3 separate regions of the Sus scrofa genome follow, and all the other regions are linked to region 1. The links are chromatin contacts, called in public HiChIP or PLAC-seq maps. All regions are on one chromosome and are shown on one strand. Each heading gives the region's core, a stretch centred on a gene start, on an enhancer-like site or on the middle of the called end of the contact. The rest is flanking DNA. Distances are from core to core; before and after follow the strand shown. Region 1 overlaps MSI2 (RNA-binding protein Musashi homolog 2-like). Region 2 overlaps MSI2 (RNA-binding protein Musashi homolog 2-like). Region 3 overlaps MSI2 (RNA-binding protein Musashi homolog 2-like).

Region 1 (4,654 bases), core at 470-2,969:
GGCTCCCTGCCCTCAGAAGCCTGCTGTGTCACCTGCCCTGCAGCCTGCAGTGATGGGCTGGTTGGAACTGCAGGGAAGTGGGTTTTTCAGAGACATAAAAAGGTAGCATCAGTGTGCAGACTCAGCTCTGGAGTCGGATGGACCTGGGTTTGAGCCTGAGGTTCAGGATGCCGTTTTGTCGGCGGAGCTTTTTCTGTCTTGAGTAAAAGGGGATCCTGGAAGGCAGAGCCCCATGTGAGGCCCAGAAGGCATGTCCCATCAGGGTTGCTCTCTTTTTCCTTTTCTCAGCCCGATTCTATCCTTTCTTCCTTTGCGGTGTTGCCGTTTAAACCTACGTAATTACAGTGTCATCAGAAGCGTTACGCTGGTTAACTGGGATCTGAGGAACACTTAGCAGGCTGCCCTGCACATAGTAGGTCCAGTGACAACAGTAGTTGCTATAGTTGTCTGTTTGGGCCCAGGGACAGCTGCAGGGTCTCGTTACTTTTCATTCTTGCGGCAGCCTGGCAGCTTTGTGGGGAGGTGCCGGACCAGAGGCGTCTCAGTAATGCTTCGCCTCCCTCCGCCCCAGTGAGCCCCCAGGGAGGCTTCCCCCACTTTAAGTGGGCTCCGTGTCACGTGCGTGTCCTTGCACATCCGCACCGCCAGTTTTGACGAACCTTCTGGAGACGTTGACCTTCTTGGTTCTCAAGCATGAGTAACTTTGCTTCCCTCAAGGGAAGTTGCTGTAAGTCTCAAACTTGGAGGGGTTTTTGTTTGGGGGCAGGGTGTTATTTCCCTGAAACCTCAGAGGGCTCATTGGGGCCGCAGGGTTTTAGGCAGCCTGTCTGATGATCCCCCCACCCCACCCCCTAGGAAGTGGGTGTTTGGTTCTCCATTGGCCTCTCCTCACTGTGATCCGTCTTGGGGGAAACAACCCATAGGCAGGTCCAGGGGCCCAAGATGCGAGTAGATGCAGATGGAGAGAGGGTGTCGAAAGACGGAGGAAGGCCGGGAGCCGGCGCCGAGGCGGGGGCGCTGGAGGTGCCGCTGGCCCCGGGCCACGTTCGCCTGCCTTTCTCCCTGACAGGTGTGCGGGAGTGGCATCTCCTGCCGGCAGTTCTGGGGCCTGGGATGTCTCTGGCAGACAGCACGGGAAATGTGATGCTCAGACTCTTCGGGGGACAGGAGAGCGCCAGAATGCTTGCAGAGACTGTCCTTGTCAGAGTGGGAGGGGGTGAAGCAGGGCGGTGATGGGGGGACTCAGATTCATCAGACCAACCGCAGACGGGGCGGGGGGAGCTGCCTCCGAAGCAGGGCCCTGGGAGACAGGTGGCCGCTCCGGCAGCCCTCTCTGTCTGCCTGGCTGACGATGCCAGGGGCCACCCCACGCCCGGCTCATGGCTGGGATGGAGGCACATGTGCCCTGGGGGGACCTTTTGGCTTGAGCCACAGATGAGGGAGGCCCACGTGGAGCCCGTGGAGGTTCTCAAACCCACTTCGCTTTGGCTGCACCAGGCCTCCGGCCACCCTGGAGGTTTAGCAGCGTCTCGGGTGCGTCCCTGCTGGTGCCACGTGCTCCGTGGCAGCAGCTGTTGGTGCTGACTAATGAGACTTCCTGGCAGCTGCGTTGGGCTCATTTGGCCCTGGCAGGGACCGCCTGCCTGTCCCCACCCCACCCGGGACACCTGAGGCGGATCTGAGGAAGGTGCCTGCAGGCCAAGCGCACACAGAGGCTGTCACGTGGGGAAGCCCGGGAGCTCAGTGACTCATGGAGGCACAGAACAGCGGAAGGGCCGACCTCATCCTCGGCCCAGGAGACGCTCCTGAAGTCAAAGGGCGAGTTCGGGGCTGGGCTGACACTTAAAATCACGTCGTCCATGCTCAGTGCTCTCAGTTAGGCTGCTCCACCTCTGCGAGGCGGGCCTGTCTCGGGCTTGAACTCACTCTGCATCCCCGGCTGCCCATGGCCGCTCACCCGCTATGTGTCCTTGGACAAAGCACTTCCCCTCTCTGAGCCTCAGTTCCCTCAGAGCTGAAGGGGATGACTGCCTCTGCCCCTAGGCTTGTTGTGAGGGCAGAATGAGAGCGCTGGGTAACTCCTCTTGTCCCCACTAAAAAGCTGAGCTGATGTCTGTCTCCCTGTAAATCTAGCTCTGCCCCCGTGAACCACTGAGGAACTGCAGCCTCCTTCTGCTTAGCCCTGGGGGGCGGATGGATGAGGCGCAGAGCCAGGGAAGGAGACAGGAGAAGAACGGGAGCATCTAATGCTCGCTGAGTGCTACCCTTTACCCCGCCCCCAGACCTCTCAACTTTCAGGGCTTAGAAGCAACTCAAAGGGGGAGTTCTCTTCGTGGCTCAGTGGTTCACAAACCTGATTAAGATCCATGAGGATGCGGGTTCGATCCTTGGCCTTGCTCAGTGGGTTAAGGATCTGGCGTCGCCTTGAGCTGTGGTGTAGGTTGCAGACACATCTCAGATCCCGTGTTGCTGTGGCTGTGCTGTAGGCTGGTGGCTGTAGCTCCAATTTGACCCCTAGCTTGGGAACTTCCGTATGTCCATATGCCACAGGTGCGGCCCTAAAAAGCAAAAAAAAAAAAAGCAACTCAAAGGGCCTGAATTCTTGACAGTTTTACAGAATTCCTGACAAATGGCTGGCGAGGCACCCTTTGCGTGGTGATCACAGCTACTGCTCATGGAACTTACAGCACCAGCAGCCACCCGAGGCAGGTTCTGCTGGCCCCTCCAGTTGATGGACTGGAGCACAGAGGCTCCACGTGGATGGTGCCCTTGGCGCAGGGGTGGTCACGACAGAGCTAGGAGATGACCCAGATCCTCCCACTCGGCCATCCTTCTTCTGTGCTGGGAACTTTGTGCCCCGGAAGCATGGGGAAGAGGATCCTGCTTTGTCTGAAGACCTCCCAGGCCTGCCTTACCCTCCACACACTGCATCTGGTTAACCTGACATTGAACGTGGTCCAGGCACAAAAGATTTTTCAAGGCCTGTCTAGAGGGATGAGAAGGCCCTACGGGGGGGAGCTTCCCTCCGTGGCAGTAACTAAACCTTCCTGCCTCATCTCCTTTTCAAGCACCAGCTCTTCAGGGGTTCAGATAGCACGGCTTTGTGTTCAAGGCCTCTCAGTATTTGAAAAAGGAGGACACCGGTCTGCTTGGGCGTGTCCCCCATTTTCCCCCATGACACTGAATTTTTAAAAAGAGAAGTGTTAGCGTTAGATGAGTGGCTGACCTCTGGGCCTTTTTCAGAGAAATTCCGTGATGGATGTTTTCCCCAGGGTGCACAGTCAGGCTCTCCAACAGAGATAGATCCTTTAAACCTGCCTGACTCCAGAGGCGTCACCACCCACTTCCTGGTAAATACCCGCGGGCCAGGCATGCGTTTGTGAAATTTTTCAGAGATGATCCCGGAAAAGACTCTTCGGGTCACCAAACTGGGGGTTTGTGTCTGGACATGAATTGTGCAAGGGAGGATGGTCTGATCCTGAAATAAGACTTTTTTTTTTTTTTTGTCTTTTCTAGGGCCGCTCCTGCGGCATATGGAGATTCCCAGGCTAGGGGTCCGATCGGAGTATAGCCGCCAGCCTAGGCCAGAGCCACAGCAACGCAGGATCTGAGCCGTGTCTGCGACCTAACCACAGCTCACGGCAATGCCAGATCCTCAACCCACTGAGCAAGGCCAGGGATCGAACCCGCAACCTCATGGTTTCTAGTCGGATTCGTTGACCACTGTGCCACGACGGGAACTCCCCGAAATAAGACATTTTGTACGATCCATCCGAGCCTTTAATTCAATGTTGCAGTTAGTTGCTGAGCTGTCAGATGCTGGGTTTGAAGTCGAAAGTGGACTTTCCCCCCTGTAGCTACAAAGTTCTGTGTCAGCCTAAGTTTTAATTTCCTTGGATTTTTGCATGTTTACAACTCAACTTGGGATTCTCATTGAGCCACCCTTGTTTTGGGGGGTTGTTGTGTTGTTTAGTTTTTGTTTATTTCTTGGTGGTGGTGGGTAAGTGGAAGGGTGGGTTAGTGACAGGGCAAGGGGGGCATGTAATCATTTATTCTCTTAAGTAGGTTTAATTGTATAAAGATTATAATGCATACAAACGTCTGTAATTAGGGGAGTTGGTTCTGTTAGACAGTGTTTTGGTGAAGAAAATTACAGTGTTCATAAGGAGTTTAAGGAGGAGGCAGCTTATATTAACATTAACTAGTTTTTCTCCCTTCATGCTGAGTGTTTACCAGTGTCTCCCCAAATTCCACAGAACCCCCAGTCCTTCTGTGCTGCCTGGCCTGCCTTCAGTTGAACCAGGCCGTTTTCTAGAATAAAGAGCCTTTCTCTCGGGGCTTAGGAGACTCCAATTCATTCTACAGCACGGTGAGTTTCCATCATTGATGAGACGGCTGTTTAGGGGTGTCTCCCTTGTACTGGGCACCTGGGCAGCAGGGGTGTAGACGTGAATGAGGCAGCCGGCTCTTTGCTCTCCTGAGGTTTGTAATCTAACGGGGAATCAGACCTTAGACGAGAAAGATAACATGCGACTTACAGATCCTGATGAGTGCAAAGAGGAAATGGAATCTAGAGCATTAGGTTGGAGGCCTGGGGAAGCGGGCCGGGTGAGGATGCTCTTTTAGGCAGAGCAGGAAGAGGCCTCCGAAGCCA
Region 2 (4,777 bases), core at 685-3,184, 130 kb after region 1:
CTGGAAGGAGAGAAATTCCCCAAACTGGTATGTTGGTGCCTTAATCCTTTCTGAATTGTCCAAGGTTTTGCAAACTGCCTGGGAGCCATGCATGGAATGGGCGTCCCTCGCAGCTGGTATAAATGGACGGTGCCGGAAACCCAGGTCAGGCCCCGTGGGCAGTCCCCTTGCTACTGTCCCCACGCCACCCACCCACCCCTTGTCTCTGGTCCTTGAGGTTCTGTTGACTCGGATGTTTATTTTGACGCTCCCAGCAGTGAGGCCGTAACGCCCATTCAGAGCATGTATCGGAAAAACAACCCAAAACAATTGATTTGAGACAAAGAGGGAAACCCAGCCTATCCCCACTGCCTTTGCTCCTGGGGTGTGTTCAAGTCACCAGAGCCCAGCCATGTAGGGTGGAGAGTCCCACAGCGTAGCCTGCCAGGCCAGCGGAGCTTGGTTTACACAGACAGACAGACAGACAGACACACACACACCTGGCAGAGGGACTGGCATGGGGCAGGTGGTCAGGGAAGTGATTACAGCCTCCCCCCCGCAGAGGGGAGTGCAGGGCCTCTGCCCACCATGGCTTCACCACCTGCCGTCTGGCTGGTGAGGACCAGGCCGGAGCGTGCGGTCGGCCGTCACCGGCTCCTTGTTGATGCATCAGCTCTAGCTCAGAGCCTCTGAGCGGATGTCCAGGATGAGGAGTGGCATCTCATTTCTGGAGCTGTGGTGGCTCTCACTAGGAATGGCGCTTTTGCCCAGTCTTGACATCGTTTTATTCTTGAGCCCCGAGAACCAGCGGCGGGGAGCACGCGCTGCCAACCTGTTACTGCCTGTCCCTGGCGGGGAGGAGGGCGGGCCGCCCCTGGCAATGGAGAATCAATCCGCCACTAGCTTTTGTCGTTGTTCAGTCTTCTCCCTGGCCTTCATGTGGCCTGACCTCCTGCACTGCGAGAGGGGAGGGTGCAGGGAGGGAGACGTGCCCCCCCCACCCCCGGCCCCCAGCCGCCCCCACCGCCCGACCATCCAGGAGGCCTGCTTCTGATCGACGGGCGGTGATTGTCCTCTCTTACCTCCGATACCTCTGGCCGCTGGCGGTCTGGCCAGAAGCAAGACTGGAGATGCCTCCTCTTATTATCCTTGTCATTGGATTCATCGTGTGGCCAAGGTCAAGAGTCACCCAGTCTGTGCCTTGGTTTCCTCTGGGGTTCAAATGGGGATAATGATCCCTTTCAAGATACCTCATTGGATGATTGTGAGGATAAAGTGAAATCACCTACGGGAATGGTTTTGAAAAAGACAGTGGTGACATAATAACAGTAATTATAATAATGACACCTCCAGAGCAAATCCAGACCCTCGGCCGTTCTTTCTCTGTCTGCTCCCCACTGGGCAGGCGAGCCGTTCACATCGAAGGCGCAAGTCGATACCTCCCACCGCAGATTGTGTGCCTCTAGTTCCCCCCACATCCGGAGGGGTCCCAAGCTGTCTCTCCACCAAGGCCCGTCTCCCTCCGTCCCGCCCCAACCTGTGCACAGCTGCCCTTGTTTTCCAAATCCCCAAACAAGGGCGCTGTGTCATTAGGGTGATTCTCGCAGCTGTTGTTCCTCTCCGCTCTGGGGGGTGCGGTGGGGGAGCTGGAAGCCTGATCGGCAGTTCCAGAGCGTAAATCAGAGGCTTCCAACCCGTGGAGGCCAGGGGACCCCAAAGGTGTGTGCCGCAGAACTGGGCCCTCGGGCCTGAGCTTTGCAGGGAAGGCAGTGAAGGATTTGGCCTCACCCAGGAGGAATGTCACCGGTTCGGATGAGGATTCAGAGGTTTAATCAGCAAAGCTATTTAGGGGCCGGTGAGTCGAACTGTGAGAATTATTTTGAGCTTCACCCTGTTCCGGAAATGTTGGGTTCGCTAAGCATGATGGTATTTGGCACCAGCAACCAGGAAAGAGTGAGGACTTGCCTTGCAAGCCTCCAGGATTACAGGAATTTGCAGGGCTCCCGGGCCCAGGGTTGGCTTCCAGTAGTTTGGGTGGAAACTGGGGGGCGGTGGGAGGGGGGCCCGGTCTCAGAACTGTGGCTTCTGGGGAGCTGCCTTTTCCAAGACGCATCTGTTTACCCTTTTCCTTAAGGAAATCTGCCCCGAATTAGTGTTATTCTGGGCTTGCTTCTCTTGTCCGCTTTGTCACCCAGAGGCATGGTGGATTCAGCCTCAGGTCCTCCTGCCACACGAGCAGGTGCTGAGCCAATACGGACTGAGTCACCAGGAGGCTGGCGGTGCACAGGAGGGAATGTGGTCCCTTCTGTGGGACGAACGCCCCCTGGCCCCGGAGCCGCCATTCTGCCCCAAGGCCACCACCCTGTGCACGTCAGTGTGGCGCCACATTTGGGTAGCACCTGCTCCCCCGCCGCCCTGATTCAGAGGAGACTGGGTTTAGGTTTCCGTTGTAAACTCTATTTTTAACTAAGCTGAGCAGAGACCTGGCTGAGGTGGCTGTAACTTATGGGCATTAGGTGACCCATGCGGTGGGAACAGGAGGCTTTCTCACTGGGCCGTGCAAGTGTGGACGTGCCCGGCTATGCCGCCCAAGGATCCCAGATGGGCGGGGACCTAGGACAGAGCTTGGGCAGGAGCTCCCCCTACGAGGCCCGGATGTGCAGAGCCGATGGAAAGGCTGGGGCAGCAGCCTCCCCAGATGCTCCGTGCTGGTCTCTCCCATGTTAGCCGTGACCGCTTGTCAGTGTCTGCCCTTCCTGTTCACATTGGTTACTAGTTATGGTAAAAACCCTGGCTTACGTGTGTAGTTCCCAAAGGCATCGATCCTTATAATAACCTTGTGAGGCGATAACAGTATTATCATGAACGTATATAATTATATTAACAGTGACCAGGAACTTCTGTATGTCGATCCCCCGAAATGTGTTCCGCTTTGTGCAAAACGGCCCGTGTTCTCTCCTGAATAAGATGGGGAGGGCGGGTAGCCCTGGGATTTCCATTTTTCAGATGCATTCCCTTGGCCAGTTTTTGTGGAGCGCGGGTCGGAGGTACAGGGAACTGGGTAGTGAACAGGGTGGCCTGGGGCGTCCCCCTGTGGCTCAGCAGCTGAAGTAGTTAGCTGGCATTGTCACTGCAGCGGCTCGGGGTGCTGCTGTGGTGTGGGTTCGATCCCTGGCCTGGGAAATTCTGCGTGCTGCGGGTGCCACCCCCAAAATACATAAATAAAAATAAATAAGTTTTGAAAAATAAAAGGGAAAACTTAAAAAAAAAAAGCAGACGGCATCTCACACGTCCATGAGGAAGCCAGGACTGTAGCAGGCACACGAGGGCTGTAGCAGTCACAGGAGTCACTCCGGGTGACACAGCTTGTGAGGATGGAGCTGGAGATCAGCCCCATCCTCACTGCACACCCTCCGTGTCTCCCAGACCACCACGCTTACCGGCGAGGATAACCCATCATTGTTTGGTGGTTTATCCAGGGCTGTATTCACGCTGAATCTTCTATTTATCCGGGTGGCCCATCCAGGGACTGATGAAAAGTCCAGGCTTGAGGCATAGATGGCCCTAGACGTGCCCCCAGCTCAGCGGCTCACTGACAGAGAGGCCGTGGCAAGCGACTTCACTTTGCTGAACCTCAGCTTCTACATTTATGCATTTTGGATAGCATTTCCTGCCTTGAGGGCAGATTAGAAGGATTAGAGATAATATATAAGAAGGGGTTAAGGCTTCGATGGTGAATATGCTGAAATGGTGGTGGTTGTAATGATAATGAAAATGACCCAATAAAAGGGAGCAGCCCAGTGGAAAGGAACTTGACTCCTCTGGAATCAGAGGTGTCCGGGGTAGTAGCTCTGACCCTGCCTTGCTGGGTTGGGGTCTTTTGTTCCCACGCTGGAGAGGGAATCTCCAGCCCCGGCCCCAGCACTCACATCATCCGTCCTGGCGCAGCCGTGCTGCCGGTCTTCGGGGAGAGCAAACAGCCAAGGCATTACTTAATGCCTGGCAGCCCCCCAGCCTTTGCTGGCCTCTGCCATTGCCAGCATCTTTCCCCATCACGATTTGGTTATGTCCCTTTACAAGCCAATGAAATAGAATAAGCGGGTCCATTATTCCTTCTGGCTGGCAGAACACCAGGAATGAAGAACCAGGAGGCCAGGCCCTCGTGAGCTGCAGTACAGGTTGTTGGGTGGAAACAGCCTCCTTCAGAGGGATGGGGGGGTGGCTCTGGGCTGGGGCAGGGCGGAGAGGACAGCTTATCGATCCATCTGCTGAGCCCATGGGAAGAACGCTGTCCTCTCCCTGATGCGTGAGCCTCCAGTGGCCATCCCCAGCCTCTTTTGGAAGGCCAGCACCTTGGAAGGAAGGCTGGTTGTGTTGAGTAGGGCACAGCGTTCTAGGCACGGCCATGCCAGATGACAGTGGGTAGAGCAAAGGTCTCCCTCTGTGCCTGGGTCCTGCCCAGCACCTGCCTCCTGTCTTCTACTAAGCACCACAGAGCTGCTGGTTTAGCCATCTTAGGAATGAGGAGGGCAGACCTCTCTCCCAGAAATGCTGCCTTTTGTTTTTTTTTTTTTTTTTTAAAAAAAGAATCCCAGGAGTTCCCATTGTGGCTCAGTGGAAATTAATCTGACTAGCATCCATGAGGATGCAGGTTCAATCCCTGGTCTCGCTCAGTCGGTTAAGGAGCCGGCGTTGCCCTGAGCTGTGGTATAGGTCACAGATGTGTCTCGAATCTGGCGTGGCTGTAACTGTGGTGCAGGCCGGGGGCGACAGCTCCAACTGGACCCCCAGCCTGGGA
Region 3 (4,725 bases), core at 1,661-4,160, 170 kb after region 1:
AGGCTCTTTGCAAATGAGGGCCTCTGAGTCCCAGGGATGGGATGGGGGCGTTCAGGAGCACATCGTCACCCCGGCTTACGAGCGAAATCGAAAAGGCCCAGGTCTGATGAATTTAGGTCATTTGCATCACCTCTCCTCCCTGACTTACAGTAATAAGGCCCAAAGCAGACGATGTGGGGGATAAACAAGAGCGACAGAATGCACAATGGAAATAAAGAACAAAGTCACCCTGAGGTTCCCGTCGTGGCGCAGTGGAAACAAATCCGACTAGGAACCATGAGGTAGCGGGTTCGATCCCCGGCCTCACTCACTGGGTTAAGGATCTGGCGTTGCCATGAGCTGTGGTGGAGGCCAGTAGCTGTAGCTCTGATTCAACCCCCAGCCTGGGAACCTCCATATGCAGCCCTAAAAAGCCAACAAAGTCACTCTAAGACAACTTTGGTATGATTGCTTTAAGATTTTTCCCCTGTAAGATAAAAATATTTTTTTTTTTTGGCTGCACCCTCACAGCATGGGGAAGTTCCCAGGCCAGAGATCAAACCCAAGCCATGGCAGTGATGATGCCGAATCCTTAATCACTAGGCCACCAGGAAACTCCTAAGTACTTATTCATTGTCCAGAAGCCCCCCTCTTGCAATTAGTTTGCCCAGGACTAAGGGTTTCCATTGTGTGTTACTGTAAGCTTGCTTCTCTGTATCTGCATAGCTTTCAGTCAGCTTGGATGAACCAAACTCCACCCTAACTCCCTATTCTTGGACATTTAAGGTATTTCCTTTCTTAAAGAAAAAAAAAATTACAGGGAGTTCCCATTGTGGCACAGCGGAAACAAATCCAACTAGTTTCCATGAGGATGCAGGTTCGATCCCTGGCCTCACTCAGTGGGTCAGGGATCCAGCATTGCCGTGAGCTGTGGTTATAGCTTGCAGATGCGGCTCGGATCCCTTGTTGGTGTGGCTGTGGCGGCTGCAGCTCTGATTTGACCCCTAGCCTGGGAACTTCCATATGCCGTGGATGTGGCCCTAAAAAGCAAAAAAAAAAAAAAAAAAAAAAAAAAATTATAAATATATATATTTAATTAAATATATATATTTAATTAATGCTCGTAGCCTCATTCTTACAGGATAAATTACAATAAGTGGGATTACCTCGTCATGGGATGTGTACACTTGTTGCTTTTGCTATTTCGTTGGGTTGCCCTCCAGAGAAATATATACCAGTTTCCCTCCTGCTCCCCATACTCTCAGAGACTTTGACATCAAATAATCCTTTCATCACGACCAGTCTGGTTGGCAAAAAATAGGTCTCGTTTGGGGATTCCTGCTTCTTTGGTAGCCATTTGTCAATTGCCTGTTCGTGTCCTTTATCTGTTTTTCTTTGGCAATGCCCATCTCTTTCCTCTTAATCTATAAAAATTCTTTGTATTGAATACATCAGTCGTAAATGGTGATGTATTCCGTCCACTTTTTCAAAGCATGTGTGGTCCTTGGTATCTTTGAAGAAAGAGAAGTTAACATTTTAAGGAATTAAAGCTTCCCCCTTGCCTTAAGCACTAAAATATTTTTTAATTGAAGTAGTTGGAATGAAAATATCTCCAGAATGGATATAGCCCATGTATGTCCCTTTCAAACAAAGGATATTGCCCACAGTTTAATTTTTGCCTTCATCTCTCAAACATGCCATGAGCAATAGTAATTTTCTGTGTGGTAGTGACATCCCCAGCAGATGTTGAGCTGTATGGAGTTTTGTGGGTTTTGTTTTTGTTTGATTGTTTTTTAGGGCTCCACCTGCAGCCTATGGAAGTTCCCAGGCTAGGGGTCAAATGAGAGCTGCAGCTGCCGGCCTACACCACAGCCACAGCCAGATCCAAGCCTCATCTGTGACCTACACCACAGCTCATGGCAGCGCCAGATCCCTGACCACTGAGCAAGGCCAGGGATCGAACCCCCCTCCTCATAGATGCTAGTCGGTTTGTTTCTGCTGCACCACAACAGGAACTCTGAGCTATGTGGAGTCTTGACTCCTATTCCATGTGGCCTCAGACTGCTTTTTAAAGAAGATACCCGATTCTCGGAGTTCCCATTGTGGCTCAGAAGGTTAAGAACCTGACTAGTATCCATGAGGATGTGGGTTCAATCCCTGGCCTTGCTCAGTGGGTTAAGGATCCAGTGTTGCCACAAGCTGTGGTGTAGGTCACAGGTGCCGCTTGGATCTGGCGCTGCTGTGGCTGTGACGTGGGCTGGCAGTTGCAGCTCCGATTCGACCCCTAACCTGGGAACTTCCAGAGGCCACAAGTAAGGCCCTAAAAAGGAAATTAAAAAAAAAAAGAAAAAAGAAAAGAAAAACCTGATGCATGTCTTTCCCCCCATCAGGCCTTCATGCTATAGTTTTTGCTGCTTTAAGCACTCCTGCCTTGCCCTTCATCATCCCAGCCTCATCAGCAGTGGGATTGGTTACCAGCTACCAATACGTGTTAGGTCTGTCTGTAAACGAAAATAAAGCGCTGAGCAAGAGCCTAAGGAATACTAGTAAAAACAGCGTAGGAACTTCAGCAAGCAACAATTTCACTTCCTTCTTGGGGTTTGTGTTCTGTATCCTTAAGGTTGTTATAGAAATGACTCCTGGATGTGAGCAGAATAGGATTAAGAAATTTTGGAGGCAGAGGGGGAACCAGAAAGGCAAGATTAGCAACCCCTTGAAGACGTCGCTGCAAAGTGAGGAACCAGTAATCCATGCTTAATCGTATTACTTTCCCAAGGAGTGTGGCTGGGGCAGTCTTAGGGAGATGGTGGCATTGCTGACCTAGAAATTTAAAAAATCCAGCTTCCGGGCCTGCACTGCTGGGATGTGGCTTAGCGCGGGTTACCCAAGCCTTCTGATGCCCAGTTTTCTCATCTGAAATGGAGCCTGTCTGTTTAAGAAGAGATAGGATCAGATGGCCTTGACCTGAAGCATCTCTGACCTGATGGAGCCTGAGAGGAATGCATATACGTGTCAAGGGCCAAATGATCATGACAAATTATTACTGTCTCTGTCATTATTCACAGACGCATCCCGGGACCATTGTCCGCTTCCTCCCCTCTCCTGCCTTCCGCGCCGGTTTCATTTTGCGCTCCAGCCGAATACCCGTGCATCTTCAGCCGATGTCCTTGCCGCCTCTCCAAACCCCATCTCATCCTTGTAGGTTTTTCTGAAGCAGGATTTGCACAAGTGGTGTGTTTTCTTAAATATTTATTTTGCAGGCCATTTACGCGGCACGGCTATTTTTACAGCGAGTAAGGAGCAAGGCTAAAAATAACTTAGCTGGTAACCAGATCAGTTCTGCATTTGACATTTACATGGAATTCATTTGCATCTCATTTGTTCGCCTTTCTGTTTAACAGGTAGAATGTAAGAAAGCTCAGCCGAAGGAAGTCATGTTCCCACCTGGGACAAGAGGCCGGGCCCGGGGACTGCCTTACACCATGGATGCGTTCATGCTTGGCATGGGGATGCTGGGTGAGTCTGGACCGAACCCTGGGGACCAGGTCACCTTCCAGCTGGGCAAACTGCTTCACCTGCCTGAGCCTCAGTTTCCCCATTTGTAAAGGAGGATGATAATCTTTCTTGAAAGACAGTTGTGACCATTAAATGAGCAGAGATAGCTAGCTAGATGGATGGATGGATGGATAGACAGACAGACAGACAGATAGATAGATAGGCGGGCATCTTGTCCATGCCTGGCTCATACGAGGTATTTTTTATCCTTTCCGCTCCCGTTTTCTTTTCTTTCTTTCTTTTTTCTTTTAGCTGTGCCCATGGCATATGCAAGTTCCTGAGCCACAGCAATGACCCAAGCCCCTGCAGTGACAACACCGGATCCCCAACCCACTGAGCCACCAGGGAACTCCTCCACTCTCCTTTTCCAAAGAAGGAAAAGTTACAGTCTTTGCCTAAGCCCTCCCTCCCAGGAGTCCTTAAAGACCTAAGGACTCCTGGCTGTCTTCCCTTGGGTGAGCTGAAGCTACATTTTCTAAAACTTGCAAGAGGAGGGGATGTAGTAAGGTGGCCGATAATCCTGTCTCTTTCAATGATTAACATTTTTCTCTTGGGATATCAAAATTTGCATTTAAATGGATGTCTTAAATAACCTGTTTTATTCTTTATTTGCCAAAAAAAAAAAAAATGATGAAAGACAAAGTGTGTTTGTTCCGACGAAAAATGATCTCTCCTGGCTTTTAGAGCAATTGAGTTGCATATTATGCCCCTTCCTTAAAGGTATCTCTGTCCGTCCTGCGTAGATAATTGAAAATCTTGCTGCTTAAATGGCATGAAAGATGGAGAAAGCAGTGGAGAAGCGTAATGGTGTGGGTCGCAACAATAATTAGAAATTTCAAGGCGAGAGAACGGTATTTTAGTGCAAGTTATTGTGTGTCGGGAAAATACTAATTAAATGGGATAAATGGTAGTTAATGGTAAAATTCCATTCAGGCACACGGTCTGTCTCATTTTAATGGGTTTCATTTGATTTGGCTAAGAGTCCCTCTTCTATATTGTTTGATAAGCTCTTTATGTATTTTCAAATTTGCTGCTGTTTAAATCATTCCTGGCTCAGTTTTAAATTTATAGAACTTCTCTTGGCTGTATAAATTATTTAAAAGAATCGTATCTATTTGTCTGAGGAAATAACAAGGGAGGTAACGTTATTTTAACAAACTTTAAAAAATGGAGATGCCATGAGAATACTCA

The links. HiChIP or PLAC-seq counts read pairs in DNA pulled down with a chosen protein or histone mark.
Region 2: a contact with region 1 is called in an H3K27ac HiChIP or PLAC-seq map of skeletal muscle. The contact joins two enhancer-like sites. A contact is called at or near these places in 4 of 47 Hi-C or Micro-C datasets (psoas muscle and skeletal muscle) and 1 of 2 datasets of contacts at active chromatin or transcription factors (skeletal muscle).
Region 3: a contact with region 1 is called in an H3K27ac HiChIP or PLAC-seq map of skeletal muscle, with 2.9 times the contacts expected there. The contact joins two enhancer-like sites. A contact is called at or near these places in 1 of 47 Hi-C or Micro-C datasets (embryonic fibroblasts) and 1 of 2 datasets of contacts at active chromatin or transcription factors (skeletal muscle).

The regions. Positions count from the first base shown.
Region 1 is chr12:33,733,887-33,738,540 of Sscrofa11.1, forward strand. The region is part of intron 6 of MSI2 (RNA-binding protein Musashi homolog 2-like); the gene reads left to right. Among named protein-coding and RNA genes, the nearest start is that of MSI2, 200 kb to the left of the region's middle. Within about 2 kb of position 1,720, at least 8 of the 83 cell types and tissues checked have an H3K27ac peak or open chromatin away from gene starts, as enhancers often do. A contact at or near this core is called in skeletal muscle, where this site is marked.
Region 2 is chr12:33,862,652-33,867,428 of Sscrofa11.1, forward strand. All of the region lies in intron 7 of MSI2 (RNA-binding protein Musashi homolog 2-like), which reads left to right. Among named protein-coding and RNA genes, the nearest start is that of CCDC182, 170 kb to the right of the region's middle. Within about 2 kb of position 1,935, at least 15 of the 83 cell types and tissues checked have an H3K27ac peak or open chromatin away from gene starts, as enhancers often do. A contact at or near this core is called in skeletal muscle, where this site is marked.
Region 3 is chr12:33,904,966-33,909,690 of Sscrofa11.1, forward strand. MSI2 (RNA-binding protein Musashi homolog 2-like) reads left to right here. Exons shown (of 13, transcript NM_001315780.1): 9 at 3,381-3,495. Among named protein-coding and RNA genes, the nearest start is that of CCDC182, 130 kb to the right of the region's middle. Within about 2 kb of position 2,911, at least 1 of the 83 cell types and tissues checked has an H3K27ac peak or open chromatin away from gene starts, as enhancers often do. A contact at or near this core is called in skeletal muscle, where this site is marked.